2 separate regions of the Mus musculus genome follow, and region 1 is linked to region 2. A link is a contact called in public Micro-C data. All regions are on one chromosome and are shown on one strand. The core of a region is the stretch at or near the end of the contact, and the rest is flanking DNA. Distances in the headings are between cores, read along the strand shown.

Region 1 (3,204 bases), core at 440-2,939, 420 kb after region 2:
TCTCATATTTTTGTATGAGTGTGGTGTATGTGCATGTGTGTGTGAGTACATGTACCTTAGCATATGAGGCCAAATGAATATATCTGGTTCCTACCCTATTATGCCAAGCCTTAAGAACAACAACCCTCGAACTGTGAGGCTGTCACAGACAAGAGAGACTATTTACTTAAATGGTCAATTTTTGTTTAAAATGGCCACTCAAATTAAAAGTAAAATTGGGGATCTGGAAAGAGGCTCAGCAGTTAAGAACACTGACTGATCTTCCAGAGGACCAGAGATCAAAGGGTTCTAAGTCTAACTAGAGAGCTATTGGTTACTGTCTTAGGATTTCATTGTTGTGAACAGACACCATGACCAAGGCAACTCTTATAAGGGACAACATTTAATTGGGGCTGCCTTACAGTTTCAGGGTTCAGTCCATTATCATCATGCCAGAATACATTGGAGCATCCAGGCAGACATGGTGTTGGAGAAGGAGCTGAGAATTCTGCATCTTGATCTGAAGGCAGCCAGGAAGAAGACTGTCTTCCAGGCATCAAGGAGAGGGGTATCAAATCCCACCCCTACAATGACACACTTCCTCCAACAAGGCCACACCTACTCCAACGAGGCCACACCTCCTAATAGTGCCACTCCCTGGGCCGAGCATGCTCAGATACGTGAGTCTATGGGGGCCAAACCTGTTCAAACCACTACAGTTAGAGTCAAGATTTGGATGCCACTCCTGTACCTTTGGGGCTATCATGCCACTCTGATCATAACTGTGGTACACAGGTGTCATAGCTGGGTAGACTATTGTTTGCTGTCTTCCTTTAGAAGCTGGGATGGAGCCTTTCTGGTACCATGAAGTTTAGTTTTCAGAAAAGAGGCTTTCAGGTCAGTTCCAGCTCAGGTGCTTTTAGTCCTGTGTCTGAAGTGCACGGTGTCTCCAGGAATGGGGACTTACTTTCTACCTCTGGCAGGCAGCCAAGTGAAATAGCAACGGCCTATGAGGTTTTAGGAGGCTCTTAGACAACACTGACCAACAGTTCGAAAGTAGACAGGCTTTTTGGCCTGGCGTTGGAATTTCTCCTCATCATAGACACCTACCATACCTTGCATGCCTGATAGACTACTTACCATAAAAAAAAAAAGATGAAGCTGAATGGTGTCCTCTTAAATGGCCTATGAGGTTTTAGGAGGCTCTTAGACAACACTGACCAACAGTTCGAAAGTAGACAGGCTTTTTGGCCTGGCGTTGGAATCTCTCCTCATCATAGACACCTACCATACCTTGCATGCCTGATAGACTACTTACCATAAAAAAAAAGATGAAGCTGAATGGTGTCCTCTTAAACTCATCTCAAAGCTGTAGCTCCCATGATAGGAACCATTATGTTACATAATATCCATTTCACCTGTGTTGTTGCATAGTATCCATTTTGCCTAATTTTGTCTATCGGGGCTTTTCTAAGCATGTTCCCTTGGTTAAATGAAGCCCAGATAGGCTAAGGGCTGCCAGTTCCTCTGAGGCTGCCACATTTCATATATTAACCTTAATGTTTCATTTCAGTCCCTGTTCTCAGGTCCTAATTTCTCCTTGAGAGGTGTGGTCCAAAAATCTCTTCAGGGAGCAGAAGGGTGATGGTCAGTTAATCTTTTAACTACTTCCATGACGTTAAGAGGAGGGGCTAGTCCCTGCCTAAAGGGATCACAGATTACCTTCAGTGGTTGGGGAGGAGTAGTTGGATTTTCAACAGCAGGGATCGACTGGAATCCCCATGTAATAGGTGTGGTATGTGTACTCTATTTCTTCCCTCATGGTGTCTAGGCACTGCTACACACCAGGCTGGAAGGAAGCAGAGGCCAGAAGAGGTGAGGTCTGTAGGGAAAGAGCTGGGGCAGAGCCGGGGTGGGAATGGGGGCCGAGAGGGGGCTTCTCCAGGGATTTTATTAGATATTTTCTTTATTTACATTTCAAATGTTATCCCCTTTTCTGGTTCTCCCCCCCCCCAACACCCCTCTTGGACAGAATCCTTCTGGTCGCCATCTGAGCCTGGAGCTAAGGCTGTTCCACAGCCCTCTCTACACAGGTTCCGCCAGAGAGAGCTGGTCTCCCAGGAGTGCTGACAGGGCTTGCAGGCCCACAGGAGGGACAAGCTCCAGCCAGAGACAGAAAGACCAACACCAGAAATAACCAGATGGCAAAAGGCAAGCGCAAGAACCTTACCAACAGAAACCAAGGCTACTTGGCATCAGACCCCAGTTCTCCCATCACAGCAAGTCCTGGATACCTCAACACACCGGAAAAGCAAGATATGGATTTAAAAATCACATCTCATTATGCTGATAGAGGATTTTAAGAAGGACATAAATAACTCCCTTAAAGAAGTACAGGAGAACACAAGTAAACAAATAGAAGCTTTAAAGAGGAAACAAAAATCCCTTAAAGAATTTCAGGAAAACACAACTGAACAGATGAAGGAATTAAACAAAACCATCCAGGATCTAAAAATGGAAGTAGAAACAAAAAGAAATCACAAAGGGAGACATCTCCCCGGATTTTAATGGAACAGCTCTCTTAGACAATCTTAGTTTGTGAGTATTCCTTTATTTGGGGTGGGTTTGCATGCATACACCCCTGGATAGTGGGAAGGGGTTCTTCTTAGGGTTAAGTTTCATTGGAGTTTAAAGTACTGTGAATGTCTCCTTTGTGTGGAAAGGCATTCCAGGAATTCCAGATATGTGCAGGGCAAGTTTGGGGTTGGGGCAAGGGTGGGGGAGGGAGGACTATGTGACATTCTTCAGGTAGAAGATTGTGGGTCAGAGGTCGGGTTCCCCAGATCGGGCAGAGAAGAAACCCACCTAAGAAAATGGAGTCCTACATATTGTATCAAGCTCAAAGGAGCTATCTGCACAGGATAGACTATAATTTTGGTAGCAAGAAGCAACAAATAGGGTGTTACATATTCTAGAAGATACAGACTTTACAAGATCGAAACACAGAGTTTAAAGTGAGAATAACAAGGTTCTAACTGTTGATGGTCCCAGAGAGGGCGAAAGTCAGGAGAACCAGGGCCATATTTGTTCCAGGAGATTCCTCTTCAAGGTCTGATCCCTTGGATTGTAAAGCAACAACAAAATCATACCGATGACAGAGCAGATTAAAAGGAAGATAGGATAAGATTTTAACCACTGAATACTGAAAATGTCAGATGAAAAAGT
Region 2 (3,300 bases), core at 360-2,859:
TCTGTCTCAGGCCACTGGGCACCAGGAAGGGCTTTGGGGGCTCTACTCTGGGGGTCTCTGTGATGCTGCTGACCCTCTTCACACTTCCCTGGCTGATGGACACTGAGTTTGGACTTCTAGATTCTGCCTCCACCTTACAACTGATTTTATGTGTTTAGCCAGGCAGCAGCCCTGAGACATAGAATGCTTTGTCTGTGCAGAGAAAGCTGGACAGTCCAGCATCTCATGGAGAGGGTCACAGAGTGAGACAGGCAGGCTGCGGACCTGGGCTAGGCCACTTCCGGGCCAGCACTCCTAGTCTATGAATGCAGGCTCCTAAAAGTATGGACTAGAGGAAGCGCAGTTTCTACTGCCTGTATTCTGAGCAGCAAAAGCTCTGATGCCATATATAAAAGATCCGTCCATCTCTTGAGGATTGCACCCTCTTTTCCTTCCAGACCCAGAACCTGGAGCCCAAACCTCCAATGTAAAACTTGGGGTAGGTGCAAGGCCAGCTGCAGCTGTAGGTCTGTGCTGGGTCCTCTCACCTATTAGGGCCTATTAGGATCTAGGTCTAGAAGAGAGTTGGAACAGGGAGGAAGCAGTCAGTTCAAGGTGACTTGCCATCAGCAGAGAGGGTGCTGAGAAGTAGGATGGAGAGAGATTCCCAGGCCCATCACCACCCCGTGGAAAGTGAAAGTGCCAGAGAGCTCCGGATCCAAGGAACAAAGAGCAGCAAAGAGAAGCCCGCGCTCAGAGTGCGCAGCCCCCTCCCCAGGCTTACACGGGCCTCTGTCCTTCCTCTAAGATCCCAAGGGAAGTTTGGCTGGTCCAAGGTCAGTGGAGGCAGATCTGGGATCCCAGTCGGATTTATCGGTTGACCACACTGGGCCATCCTGGAGCAAAAGAAAGCTTGCCCAGAGGAAGCTGTCCGTCAGTGAGATCACCCATCCAGGGGTCTGTACCTCCAGCTCTCCCAGGTACCACCTAGACACCTGGGCCTTCCCGTTCCATAGGTACCTCCAGTAGCTCTGCAACTCCTCCCTAGTCCCGTCAGAGTTGCCAAACCAAGTAGTTTCCGGTGCTCCAGCCTCGATGCTCCAGTCAGGCCATGCAGAGAGGTGGGAACCGCGCCCCCAGGGCTGACTGAGTCAGGCCAACAGGGAGATATGCAGCGGGCGCCTCAAGCAAGGAGCAGAGCACTGAATTCAAGAAACTGAACGAACAGGGCCAACAAACCACCAGCCCAAGAATCCTCTCCCGGTCTCGGGTCACTCCTCCGAGCCAGGCAGATACCAGTTGGCCCTTCTGACCCCTTCCCATCGCCCCGCTACGCGCCGCGCGGGCCGCCGCCAACCAACGAGTCAGAGCGGCCCAGCGGCAGCAGAAGGGCCCAGCCTCTGCCTTTGTCCCGTTGCAGGTGCGGCCAAGCTCACCCGGCGTAGGGGAGGTTTGATCCACGCTCTCGGGAGACTCGGGTTCTTCCGTGCGCTCAGCAGCTTCGTCCCCGGCGCCGTCGGCGCGCGCCTCCACCGGCACCACCGTAAAGTTCGTGGGCATGGCTCCGTTAGACTCTGCTGTCCCTCGCAGCCACACGCTGCTCCAGAGCAGCCGCCGGACTCCGGCGTAGGGGCGGGGTCCGCCCGGCCCGCCCTTGCCCGCCACGTGACCTCACCTGCCCGCCCCCACGGCTCGGGAAAAGTTTGCCCGGGGCGGGGTCGGGAGGCTTCCGGAACGACCACGCCCACCAGACGCTCCACCCCTTAAAACTCCGCCCCTGTAGCCACAGTCTCAGGGTTGCCCCGCCAGAGCCCTGTACCCTCAAGGACTCGGTACGCACAAACCCAACCCCTAGAGGCCACCGCTGAATGAACTGCCCACAGATGCAGACCTCCCTCAGCATAAGAGACACCAGTTCCTCCCCGCAGGACCGCGTCCTCCTCCCATTCCTACTCACAACACAGGCTCAGAGCCCTCCCGCCCTCCAAGAGCCTGTCATTCACCACTTCCACAGCTTCAGTTCTTCCATTCTCATTCCAAACTCCCGTGGGGCTCTTCTCCCACCACCCCACAGGTCATGGCTCCTTTCTCTCAGTTTGCAGCTCCTCATCTCCACCAACGCTGGTGATCTGGGCCCAGGCCCTGACCAGGTCAGGCTGCTAACCTAGGCCAGGGAGTAATGGCCAATCAGGGGACGCTGTGCACCCTGGGGTTAAGTAATCCCACCCAAGAAGGTCACTGGGCTCTGGGACAGGCCTAGCCAGCCAAGCCCGAGACTCTTTGTACCTGCTGGCAGGAGTGTTCCACGATCCAACCTGGGGAACCCTTGCAGCCCAAACTTGGAGGGTGGCAGTTCCTCCCTTTGGCTCCAAGGGCAGGTAAATTCCGAAGGTAGTAGTGACAGGAAGATCCGAGCAAAGAGTTCCAGAACACCACATGGTGGAAGTCACAGATCTTCCGGAATTTCAGGACCTTGTGCATTTTCAATGAAAGACTGGTGAAAAACTGGAAACAAATATTCTTCAAGAGAGAATGGAACTAAAATGTTAGGGTATCATACCCAACACATCCTACAAAAAGCCATAGCCCCCAGGTGCAACAAGTCACCCAAAACTGTTTTAGATGGTCAAAGAGAAACACAGGTGATATGCCTAGAGCTGCTCACAACCTGTGGAACAGGGCCAGCCAGGTGGCCTGGCCCAGTTCAATCAGGGACACGGACTGGAAGGCAGCTGCCGGACCAGTGACACCGCTGGGATAGGCTGAGATACGGGAGTTAAAGGGATTTGCATATCCTACCGATGAGAATAAAACATTTTGAAACTAACTCAGAAAAGCCATTTCTGGGAAAGCCCAACTGTACCCAGTATGGCCGGCTTTCTGCCCTCTGCCAGGAAGGAGCTTGGGGGAAACATGGGCCACTCAGGAATGGCCTCTTATACAGTTTCCAGCTCCTATGGGGGATAGGGCACAACTTGCTCAGATCATACTGTCACCCCACCTCCCTCCAGGAGCTATCCATAGCAAATAGGGAAGGGCTATCACCTGTTTCCCCTGCTCAGCTGGACCTTAGGTGGAAATAGTGACCACCTTCTCCTCCTCAGAACACCCTCCAGACTGGCAAACACTTGAAACTTAGGCTCAGTAGGAGAGGGTTCCTACCATTTCAGAGACCCTGGTATCATACCCAACACATCTTACAAAAAGCCATAGCCCCCAGTCACTTTCCCTGCCCTCCCCCTCTATTGTTTTTAAAGACAGGGTCTCATAGCCCAGGTTGGCCTCAAATTTTGATATAGAGCCAAAGATGACTGAATTCTT

The links. Hi-C and Micro-C count contacts between places; a contact is called where the count stands out from the background.
Region 1: a Micro-C map of embryonic stem cells shows a contact between it and region 2, with 2.7 times the contacts expected there. The contact joins the promoter of Eprn here to the promoter of Slc12a7 in region 2. A contact is called at or near these places in 1 of 39 promoter capture datasets (pre-B cells), 1 of 484 Hi-C or Micro-C datasets (embryonic stem cells) and 3 of 115 datasets of contacts at active chromatin or transcription factors (all in embryonic stem cells).

The regions. Positions count from the first base shown.
Region 1 is chr13:73,345,869-73,349,072 of GRCm38.p6, reverse strand. It overlaps Eprn (ephemeron, early developmental lncRNA), which reads left to right and starts at 1,689. Exons shown (of 3, transcript NR_045293.1): 1 at 1,689-1,854; 2 at 2,012-2,577.
Region 2 is chr13:73,762,006-73,765,305 of GRCm38.p6, reverse strand. Slc12a7 (solute carrier family 12, member 7) reads right to left here and starts at 1,609. Exons shown (of 24, transcript NM_011390.2): 1 at 1,416-1,609. The coding sequence starts at 1,539.